Linked DNA regions of Sus scrofa: regions 1 and 3 are each linked to region 2. The links are chromatin contacts, called in public HiChIP or PLAC-seq maps. All regions are on one chromosome and are shown on one strand. Each heading gives the region's core, a stretch centred on a gene start, on an enhancer-like site or on the middle of the called end of the contact. The rest is flanking DNA. Distances are from core to core; before and after follow the strand shown.

The links. HiChIP or PLAC-seq counts read pairs in DNA pulled down with a chosen protein or histone mark.
Region 1: an H3K27ac HiChIP or PLAC-seq map of alveolar macrophages shows a contact between it and region 2. The contact joins the promoter of VPS52 here to the promoter of LOC100156231 in region 2. A contact is called at or near these places in 1 of 5 promoter capture datasets (liver), 6 of 47 Hi-C or Micro-C datasets (heart right ventricle, liver, mesenteric adipose tissue and 1 more) and 2 of 2 datasets of contacts at active chromatin or transcription factors (alveolar macrophages and skeletal muscle).
Region 3: an H3K27ac HiChIP or PLAC-seq map of skeletal muscle shows a contact between it and region 2, with 4 times the contacts expected there. The contact joins the promoter of IP6K3 here to the promoter of LOC100156231 in region 2. A contact is called at or near these places in 1 of 5 promoter capture datasets (fetal liver), 1 of 47 Hi-C or Micro-C datasets (embryonic fibroblasts) and 2 of 2 datasets of contacts at active chromatin or transcription factors (alveolar macrophages and skeletal muscle).

The regions. Positions count from the first base shown.
Region 1 is chr7:29,636,841-29,640,544 of Sscrofa11.1, forward strand. It overlaps VPS52 (vacuolar protein sorting-associated protein 52 homolog), which reads right to left and starts at 2,328. Exons shown (of 20, transcript XM_001925393.5): 1 at 1,516-2,328; 2 at 651-735; 3 at 445-497; 4 at 198-273. The coding sequence starts at 1,605. RPS18 (ribosomal protein S18) reads left to right here and starts at 2,016. Exons shown (of 6, transcript NM_213940.1): 1 at 2,016-2,040; 2 at 2,492-2,590. The coding sequence starts at 2,038.
Region 2 is chr7:29,814,070-29,817,575 of Sscrofa11.1, forward strand. It overlaps LOC100156231 (gametogenetin-binding protein 1-like), which reads left to right and starts at 1,981. Exons shown (of 7, transcript XM_005665887.3): 1 at 1,981-2,933; 2 at 3,423-3,506. The coding sequence starts at 2,473. BAK1 (bcl-2 homologous antagonist/killer) reads right to left here and starts at 1,276. Exons shown (of 7, transcript XM_021098603.1): 1 at 873-1,276. LOC102162214 (a long non-coding RNA gene) reads left to right here. Exons shown (of 4, transcript XR_002345648.1): 4 at 1-1,407.
Region 3 is chr7:29,959,821-29,963,440 of Sscrofa11.1, forward strand. IP6K3 (inositol hexakisphosphate kinase 3) reads right to left here and starts at 1,700. Exons shown (of 6, transcript XM_021098605.1): 1 at 1,500-1,700.

The DNA.
Region 1 (3,704 bases), core at 1,078-3,577, 180 kb before region 2:
ATGGTTCCTAGTCAGATTCGTTAACCACTGCGCCACAACGGGAACTCCAACACTGGATCCTTAACCCACTAAACGAGGCCAGGGAGTGAACCCGAATCTTCAAGGACACTATGTTAGGTCCTTAACCCACTGAGCCACAATGGGAACTCCCAAACGCCCGTTTTAGTAACACCACCCTTCCCTCTGCCAGAGGATACAATCACGAATGGATTTCTGCTCAATCTGCTGTAGCTCCAGTTCAACCTGCTTTGAATAGTGACGGAGATCCACACCCTGGAAGAGCATAAACACGATGGGTTGGGGGGGGCAGTCAGAGAAGGGACACTGCAACAAAGTCAACAAAGGATTTGGGGAGAAGACATTAAGATATTACACGAAGAGACTGTTTTCTTCTTTGAGGGGAGGGTGAGTGGAGGGGCAGATTAGGAGAGCAGAAAACCTCACCGTTTTAAGAGCTTCCTTTACTAACTCATCCTCCAGATTTGCCTGAATGTGAACTGGAAAGAGAAGTTTATCATAAGGGTCCAAAGGGCTCCACAGCGCCCGCTACCCACATCCGAACATCTGCACACCAATTCCTGCCTTATTACCTCCAGCCCCCATGCCTCTTAAGATGACAGGCACTGCGGCCACCTCGTGCCATCACTTACCATCAACTTCATCCAGGATGAATTCATCAGAGGTGAGGTCCAACTCTCCAAGTTGCAGTGGCTCCTGGAGACCTGGACCACCCCCCTGGAGAGGGGCAGGTTAATGGGAAAGGGAGGGGGAGAACAAAATATAATGGGGAGAGAGGACTTTCACTGGGAAACCAGAGAGAAATGCTGAGTCCAAAAAATTCCAAAATCTCATATTGTCCCAATCTACTCATTGGGGCTGATGGGTAGGGAATATGACAAGGAGCCAGCAAACCCACAGAGGTGACCAAATGAGGAAAATTAGGAGATGCAGGGACAGAGCAGAACTTGCAGTTGAACTTAGGGTCTCCAGACTCCTTCTATCTTAGATGTTCTGTTACAATCCCCGTGGGGAGCTCCAGCCTTTCTAGAAATGTCAGTTAACACAGTGTTCACCATCGTGCCAGGTGTCATCCTACATTCACCTAATCCTAACCGACAACCTCTACAGTAAGTCTTATTTTTTCACTTTATAAGTGTTAAGAGTGATGACACAGAGAGGCTAGTTAACTTGCCCAAACACACACAGCATAAGTGGCTGAGCTGGAATTAGAACCGAGGCAGTCTGGCCATGTTCCTAGCATTTACTCTACACCGCTTCTCTATCCTGCGCAAATATCTGGAGTTTAACTGAAACTGTGGCCCCAGAACCTAAGTATCAGCCATTCTAGTCCCCACTTTGGTCCAGGTCCGATCCGGGGAGGGGTATGGAGAGCCAGACCAGGCAGCATCACCGGTAGCAGCCGAGCTCCCAACCTTGCGCGAAACCCAGCCCAGACCTTTCTGACGTGAGAAGACCGGACGAGACTCTGGAGGAGAAACAGCCCTGCGTCCTCACCAGTGGGCCCTCCTCCTCCTCCATATCTGAGGCCCCGGACCGCAACACCAGCTCCCGGGCGGCTGCCGCCATGGTAGCAGCGGCAGCCATTCCGCGCAGCCCCACTTCCGGCAGCTGTCGGGCAGGTCCGTTCCCCTGAGTGGAACTGCAAGTTCTGGGGCGTGATGCACGAAACCGTTCCCAGATATTTGAGTTAAACAGACTGCCTCTAGCTCTCCCCTTTTCTCTAAGCTCTTCGCCCAAGTCCAAATGGAAACTGAAAGTCTTAAAAAGAGAATCTCAACCCGGAACTCTCGTGGCTCTCACGCGCAAAAACTTTACGATCTGTAAAGAGAGACGGCACCGGAAGTTGTGGCGCGCAGTTCTGACTCAGAGGCCTAGCCGGCTCAGGTACAAGGAGTTTCCGGAAGCGCTTCGCCAAGGTCGCTCCGCCTCTTCCGCCTGGAAGCTATATAAGAATGTCACGTCACTTCCGCTCTCTCTTCCACTGGAGGCCTACACGCCGCCGCCCGCGCTGCAGCCATGGTAAGAGTTGGGTTCGTTCGGGTATCTGGCGACATCGGAGCCGGGACAGGGAAGGCTTGCTGTCAGAGCGCCGAAAATGTCCTGGCCTGGGGGCTCGCAGCGTTTTGTGTGGAGCCTTGGGCCTCATTCCTGGAGAAGGACGACAAAGCACCCAGTTCTAGGCAGCGGGGCCCGAGGATGAGCGCTCCCCGGGCTCTGGGAAGGCTTGGGAGCGCGTGGGCCCTCCGTCCCGCCGCTTGGGAGCGGGCAGGAGGCGTTCTCCTCCGGAGATGGCGTTCTCCGATCCTGGACGCTTCCTGTTGTGCTGTCGGCAGGACCAGGGAGTCGTGTTGTGTCGTGAAGACCTGACGGGGGCTCTTTGCACCTTGCGTGACAAGCTTCACGCTCGTGTTTGGGGTTAACGGTTTGGCGGGAATTAGCGAAGTCTGACATCTCCCCCCATCTCTATCAGTCTCTAGTAATCCCTGAGAAGTTCCAGCACATTTTGCGAGTACTCAACACCAACATCGATGGGCGGCGGAAAATTGCCTTTGCTATCACTGCGATTAAGGTAAAGGAGCTGGGGGTGTGAAGGAAACTTGGGTAAACACCTGAGGTGTAAGCGAAAGTCTCAACCGTGTCACCTGGGCTGCTGGGTAAAAACAATGGTCAGGGTCCATCTAAGCCCTTGCCACATTTGCCGCAAAAGGTAAGTGGTAAAAGCCAAAGAACCGTCTTAGGTGAAGCAAAGTTGTTTTCACCTAGGGGTTGGGGAAAGGCTTTGGTTGTCTGCCAGCATTTGTTCACTAAACCGGCCTGGACCATCAGCAGTCAACTTATAAGGTCCCTGCTATATAGGTTTTTGCTCCTCCTAGTGCATCATAAGAGCAATTCTTGTGAAATGTGTATGTCCTGGAAATGGGATAATGGTACACTCTGAAGGGAGAGTAGAAAGGCCAAGAGATTCCAAGCATGAAGAAACCAGGAAATGGGGGGGGGGTCACTATTTCATAACAAGGTCAGTGAGCACAGGCTTAACTAACATAAAAAAATGACCTTACCAGTATGTTTATGTTATGTGGTGCCAGGGCTAAGCCTTTCTTGCTCACAATCCCCAAAGGACACCACAGTAAGTATTTTATAGATAGGTTGTTAATTTAAAATGGTGAATCACAAGCTTTGCTTTATAAGAGCCATCATGTTTACTTTGAATTCTTTTCATTCTGTAATTCAGGGTGCACAACTTTCGGTCTTAAGTGGTGCATGAGGAGACTGCTTCCTTCTATTGTGAAACTAGTAAGGCGGTGCACAGTAGAGGCTTATTTTATTGCACTTTACAGATAACCTCTTTTTTGTGGCAACCCTGTCTTGAGCAAATCATTTTTCCAACAGCATTTGTTCACTTGGTGTCTTCTGTCACATTTTGGTGATTCTCACAATATTTCAGACATTTTCATTGTTATATTTGTTACAGCGATCCATTGTCATTGACTTTTGTTACTATTGCACAAAGGCTCAGATGATGGTTAGCACTTTTTAATAAAGTATCTTTTCATTAAGGCATGTATGTATGTTTTTTTAACGTTAAGACTATTGCTCACTTAATAACCTACATAACTTACATGCACTGGGAAAACAAACAGATTTTGTGTAGCTCCCTTTATTGCAACATTCACTTTTCCGAG
Region 2 (3,506 bases), core at 731-3,230:
CCACCCCAAAGCTGCCTCCATCACCCAGGCAGAGGTCCCTCCTCCCGCCCCAGGGAGGCCCCTCCCTACCCTGGGCCAGCTCCCTGGGAGGACCAGTCAGTGCACCCTCCCCGCCCACCCCTCCCTCTCAGGCCTGGGGCTACTTTCGAAAGCAGCAGAAAGAAGGGTGGGGACGGTCCGGACCACCTGTGCCTCCCCTCCTCCACCCAGTGCCACCTGGGGAAGACCGACCTTGGCCTGGCATGCACCCATCCCAGCAGCCTCCTCCTGAACAAGGTGCCCTTCTGGCTCCCTTGGTGCCCCCAGGACTGCAGGGCTGGAGGATGCTGACAGCACCCCTGCCACCCTCGGGCTCAGAGCTGGGGAGAAGTTGGCGCCTCAGAGCAGCCCCAAGGCCCCAGGCCTTGCTGATCTGGGTCTACCCCTGCCCCCTCCAAGCACCTGACTTCCTGGTACTCTGAGTTCCCCACTTGTGGGGTCTGCCCAGGGGAGGAGGGTGGCCAGGATGCTTCCCCAGGGGAGGTGCCTGACTCTAGACCGCTCTTAGGTCTCCTGGGGCAGCAGGGAGGCTGTAAGTTCTCCCCGTGCCCTTGACCTTGGCTCTGACCTCCCCCCCCATCCCCCAGACTGCTAAAGAGCCTGGTTCTTTGACACCCGATTCTCGGGCCCCTAGGGCCAGGGTGAGAGGGGAAGCTGCCTGAGGGGTGGCCAGAGGGAGCCCCGGGTGGATCAGGCCCCGAACAGGGCTCGGTGGAGTCCCGGGGGTTGGGGGGAGCCTGAGGCCTTCCCCCCCCAGCCCCCTGCCTCCCTCACCTACCCCCGGCCCGGAGCTCCCAGGCGTGGGGAGCACAGGCGGGACCCTCCCGGCTTACCTGCCCAGACCCTGGCCCAGGCCTGGGTTGGCTCAGCAGGGCGGAGGCCGGTGATCCCAGTGGCCAGTGGCCACTCCCAGGGTAAGGTACCCAGGCTCGGCCTCCAGAGACGGGCGCCAGTGAGTTCCTGGTGTCAGGATGCAGCCTGGGCTGGTCCCAGCGCGGCCTTCGGGACCCGCGAGGCTTTGGCGATCATAGAGGTGCCGGCGGCTCCCGCTCCAATCAGCTCCCTCTAGAGGAAGTTGCTCTGCGGCCGCCGGATGCAGCCGCTGAAGCCTGCAGCACGGGGCTGGGGCTGGGCTCAGGGCGGAGAGCGCGGCTCCCACCCCTGCCGAGTGTCCCCACCCACGGCTTTTCCCACCCGGGTTCCCTGTCCTCCTCCTTGATCTTGCCCCACTTCTGTCCGTCGGTATCAGCAAGAAAGCCAGGCTGGTGAGGTTTGTGAAGCCCTGCTGTGTGCTGGGCACTTTATTTTTTTATTTTTTTTTATTTTTTTTTCGTCTTTTTGCTATTTCTTGGGCCGCTCCCACGGCATATGGAGGTTCCCAGGCTAGGGGTCCAATCGGAGCTGTAGCCACTGGCCTAGGACAGAGCCACAGCAACACGGGATCCAAGCCGCGTCTGCAACCTACACCACAGGTCACGGCAATGCCGGATCCTTAACCTACTGAGCAAGGGCAGGGATCAAACCCACAACCTCATGGTTCCTAGTCGGATTCGTTAACCACTGCGCCACGACGGGAACTCCAGTGCTGGGCACTTTAAACCATCCTCACTGAACAGTCTCAACCACCCTTGGAAGTAGGTGCGGTGACCACATCCATTTTACAGATGAACGAACTGGGACTCGGCTGCTTTAAGGAACCTCCGCCAAGGTCACTGAGCGGGGTTTATAATCAGACATGTAAGTGCCATGGGCATAATAAGATGAAATTGAGATTCCACGGAGTTCCCATTGTGGCTCAGCAGGTTAAGAACCCGACTAGTATCCATGAGTATGTGGGTTTGATCCCTGGCCTTGCTCAGTGGGCTAAGGATCCTGCATTGCTGGGGCTGTGGCATAGGCCAGCAGCTGCAGCTCCGATTCAACCCCTAGCCTGGGAACCTCCATGTGCCACAGGTACGGCCCTAAAAAAAAAAAAAAAAAAAAAAAAAAGATTGAAGTTCCACGTACAGTTGAGGCCTGTGTACCAAGCTCCTCGATGGCTGCAGAGGTAGAAACCCTGCAGGTGATAGGCAGGTAGACGTGGACATGCAGAGGGCCGATGAGACTGGTTGTGAAGGGAGGGGTGGGAGGACACACACTCCCACCCTCCTGGACCAGCAGCCACAGCCAGAGGAGGACAGGCTGTGGGGAGAGCTGTGTGCCCCATTCTCAGAGTTGGGGTCCCCACCTCTGCGTCTCCTGGAGCCTCGCCAACCCCCACCCTCGGGGTGCTGCATTGACACCCCCACCCCCACCCCCGGGCACACTCTGCCCCCACCCCCAACCCGCCTTCGCCTTCTAGAACTCTGGGAAGTTTCCAACCCCCTCTGTTCTTAAGCAGTTGGTCCCAGTAGCTGCTGCGGCCCTTCCCTCTTGAGTCAGGTCCCCTTCAGGATGGAGGCCCCAGCCCCAACCCCTCGGGCCCATAATCTGGGCCGCTCGTCCATGTTCCGCCTTTTCCGTAGCCTGGTGGGGGGCAAGGGCAGCCCAGAGAGCTCAGACCAGGCCCTGGTGGGGGGTCAGCCGTGCCCCTTGCAAGAGCAGGACGCCACCCCCCTGATGACTGGCTGTCACGGAGCAGCGGGGCAGAAGGAATCCTGGCCACCTGCCTCGCTGCCCTGTACCCTCGCTGTGGCCCTGCCACGAACTAGTCCCTCGGGGCTGGAGCTAGGGGATGCGGGGGCCCAGACCCCCACCCCTGTGCAGGTCCTGAGGGTGGTGGCCCGGGGTGTAGAAGTAAGGTCAGATCCACGCAGAGGAGGCCAGGAGGCGCTGGGCAGCCTGTCTGAGATGGACGAAAGGGAAGAGGAGGAGGTGGCAGGCGCGGCCTTGGGGGACACGGGGACCTCAGACAGGTGAGAGGTGGGCTCTGGGCAGCAGGGACCTGGGAGCCTCCTGGAAGGCAGAAGGGAGGGTGTGGGCCTGAGCTGGGAGGGTCCGAATGGGAGAAGGACTGGAGAGGTGGGGGTGGGGAAGCAGACTGGGTCCTCCACCAGTGAGGGCTTGGGGATGGAGGTCCCCAAAGGACAGGAGGACAGGCCGGGCCCTGGGAAGGGTGTGTGTAGGGTGAGCAGGGTCCCAGTGCTCCCCAGCTCCTTTATGGGCCCCCTTCCCTGTCTCCCCTCCCCCTTCTTCTGGTTTCCAAGTTCACTTGGACTTGGCGCCCCTCCCTTTACTTTGGGGGAGCATCGTCATCTCTCTGATGGACCCCAGAGGGCTGTGCAGGAGGGGGGAGTAGGCTAAGTGGGGCCTGTGGGAGAACCTTGGGGTGGGGGGTTAGGGGGGCTTCCACCGCATCTCTGGGCTGCACCTGCCACTTCCACCTGACTGTGCTTTGGGATCAGGGGCCGCTTTGCCCAAGCCTTGGAGGTGGATCAAGGATGCCTGCAGAGGGCTGCGGGGCCACTGGAGGTCAGCCCCAAGGCCTT
Region 3 (3,620 bases), core at 450-2,949, 150 kb after region 2:
CAGCCTCCATGGGTCCTCCCAGAGCCCCGCAGATCCACCCCTCTGATCCAGCTGGGCCCCCGACCCCACCAGCTCCTGAACTGGTGAGGCCCGATGCCCATAAAGTTGACGGGTGTGGCAGCCCCGGGGAGAGTTTTGTTCTGCTCAGAGCGGGAGAAGGCTGTGGGCCGTGGTGGGCAGAGCTCTGGGAGACCCTGGCCACGGCCATCTGCAGAAGAGGGATTGGCTTTGGGGGAGCAGGGGCGCAGGGGCTGGGAGGCCTAGCCTGGCCCAGCTCCCTGCCCCTCCCCTCCCAGCCTCAGTAACTGCCCTGGACTGGGAGCTGCTGACCTGGCCGTGTTCCCCTGTCCTTTCAGTTCAGCAAGTCACTGTGGTGGGAACCCAGGTGGGAGGGTGGGAGTTGGCAGAGACGTTTGCAGATGGAAAGAGACTCAGGAGTTAAATGGAGTGACTCCTCGTTTGGATCCTGCTCTAAACGAAACATCGAAACCCATTTAGGGGCCATTGGGGAGCAACGATTATAGGAAGTGGACATTCTTAGGGGGCTGCTAACTTCGTCAGCAGGATAAGGCATGCGGGTCACATAAGAATCTGAACTGAGGTGTTTCGAGGGGAATGCAGTGATGTCCATAAATGCCTTCGAAATGCCTTAGCCGCAGGGCACCCAGTGGAGCACACACGGCAAAACTCCATCAACGGTGTAAACCCAGATGCAGGATAAACGAATGTTCATTCTGTCATTCCCTCTATTTTTTCTGTAAGCTTAAAAGTCTTCTTAGTAATAAAGGCTAAAAAAATACCTGGTAGCTTTTAAACACTCTAGAAACCTGAACCTGAATCTCGGGGGAGGGGCCCCTGTGGATGTTCTTAAGGCCCCCAGAGAGCCTGAGGACCTGGTGGGCTCAAGTTCAGGTGTCAGGTTCACCGGTGGGCGGGTGAGGGGAGGCCCCTAAAGATTCTGCCACTGCCTGGGGTGGTGACATATCACTTCCGCCCCACCCCTAGGGGGCGCCCAAGCCCAGGCCACTGCGCTGCCTGTAGGTGCTGACGTCACCTCAGTACTGGGGCCCCACGGTGTGGGGGGGTGCTGAGACAGGACATGCTGTTCCAGGGGCCTGGGGTACTGCCCATTGCTCCTGGGCCAGCTGCCCCTGTGAAGGGTTAAACCCGGAGAGGATGGGGTCCTGCCCCCAGGACCTCCGGCTCACCCCAGCCCTCCCATCCCACACAGAGACTGCGGGACGTCTAGGAAGGGGACAGTGGGAGTGACTCCAGTGGAAGGGGAACAGGAGCAAAGGACACAATTCCGACGCTGCTGAACGCACCAACCCCTCTCCCGACGCAGACACACCTCCACAGAGCAGCACGCCAGTGGCGGGCCCTGGATGGAGAAGAGGCCCATCCCCTGGGTCCCCGGTGCTACGAACAGGCCCTGGGACCATAAGGCCTCCACCCCCCATCAAAGCCCCCCCTCAACCCTTCCCCGAGGCAGCACTCACCAGAGCCTCACTCCTGGTGGGACGTGGGGAGTGGCCGTAGAAGAGAGGGGTTCCCTGGAAAGTGATTGTTTTCAGTGCTCGCTCTGTGGTTTTGGGCAAGGTTCTTCCCAGAGGCCAGCGTGGAGGGTTGCCGTCCACCGTGGCACTGGTAGAGGGGCTGCCCGGACTCAGGTTTGTCCAGAGGGCTGGGCTACGGAGGCCTGGGGGGGGGAGGTCAGCTGACCCTCAGCTGGCTGGCCGGCCAGTTGTCAGCAGGTGCTGGGCTGCTCTGGGGGCAGGGCCAGAGCTCCCAGGAGGGGGTGGGGAGGGAGAGGAGGGAGCCGTTCTGGATGGATGGGTGTCTGGATGGACGTCAGGCCCCGAGGGCCAGTTGCACCCCCCCTTCCTCAGGAGAGCCTGAGGGCAGGGGACACAATCCCCCTGGTCTCCCTGCCCCCACCCTCGCTGCCGGTTTGCCCCAGGCAGTGGCTGCTAGAGAGAAGTGTCATTGCAAGATAGTCAATCAACAATCAACTTGAGGACAATCAAGTTTTTGCAGGCCCTTGTGTGTGCTTCATCCTCTGCTGGGCTGACCAGGAATCTGCCAGAACAGGGCCTGTTGTGTTTGTGGGGTTACAGTCCAGCCTCTGACTCTGGGCCCCATCCCCCATGTTCTTGCTCTCTCAGGGGCTCGAACCCCCACCCCCTGGTCTAACAGGGCCCGGACCTGTCCTACAGCACCCGGAGAACCACTGCCCTCCCCCCATCTCCACGCCCCCGTGGAGCCCTCACTGCGGGCTGTCTGCCTCTCACGACTCACTCAACCAAGCAGGTGAGCCCGGTGGTGACACAGGGGACCTGGGACATGGGGCAGGACGAGAACCCCGGGCTCCCGGCCCTCATCCTGGCCATCCCCTGGCCACTGTCCACTCAGTGCTCTCTGCACCCACTTTGGGGCTCTGGGGGCTACGGCCCACCCATCCGGTGCCTCTTCCTGGACACCGACCTCCTTTCCAATGCCACCGTGAGTCCTCCCCAGAGTCCTCCCCACTGGACAGGGTGAGCCCCGCGGGCATGACCGGGATTCCTGGGGAATGAGGCCTGGGCTAAGGCAGAGGGAGGGGCCGGGGCCCGCGGATCACATTTCACATGGGAAAGCAATGGTCAGTCTGCCGGGCGAGCCTTGGCCTGCCAGTCCCTCACCGTCCCATATGCTGGGCTCCAGTTACGGGGCCTTGGCAAAGGGGCTGTGACTCCCTTCCCCCCGCCACTCCCCCACTCCCCTCTCCCTCCAGCCTGGACTCACATCCCTGTTCTGGGAACCTTGGAGCCACCACAGGCCGAGTGGGGGTCCCTTGGGGCACCAAGGGGACGGGACCTCCTGCCCAGAGGGCCGGGCCTGGCAGACCCTGGGATCATTCCCATACTTGCTTTCTGCGTGTATTTTGCTATAAAGAGCTGGATTCCATACTGACTTTTTTTTTGGGGGGGTGTACCCTTGGCATGTGCATATTCCTGGGCCAGGGGTCAAACCCACGCCACGGCACTGACCTGAGCTATAGTAGCGACAACATTGGATCCTTAAGCTGCTGAATCACCAGGGGACTCCCATACTGACTTCCTCTTCACTCATTTACCCAACAACATTTCCCAGCCCCTGGTGTGTCATCTAAGACCCACAGCAGTAAACAAAGCACCGGTGATCTGCGGCTTTCCATTACGCAACCGGAGAGGCTGCTCTATTTCTGTTTTCTGACTGTGGCCAAGTTCTCTCCGTTGTCATTTTCCTGAAGCTTGGCTTCGGATGCCTGCGGCTATGCCTCTTTCCGCAGCCACGGCAGGGACCCACCTCTGCCCCACGACCACTCCCGACCGCCCTCTGGACCTGGCTCCTGTCTCTCCTCCGGGAAATCCGCCCTGATCAGCGGTCGGGCTCTGTGCACCAAACATTCCAGACCGGCTCTTAGAGGCCACTGTTTAGAGGCAGGAAATGCCAGGGCCACATAAGCACACTCCAAAGATCTGAGACCCTCCCCCAAGGCGGAGGGCTGGGCTGGTCCCTCCCTGGCCTGCTCTCCCATCATCTGCCCCACCACAGCCTCGACTGATATTTGAGGACCCACCCCACCCCCACACTGCTGC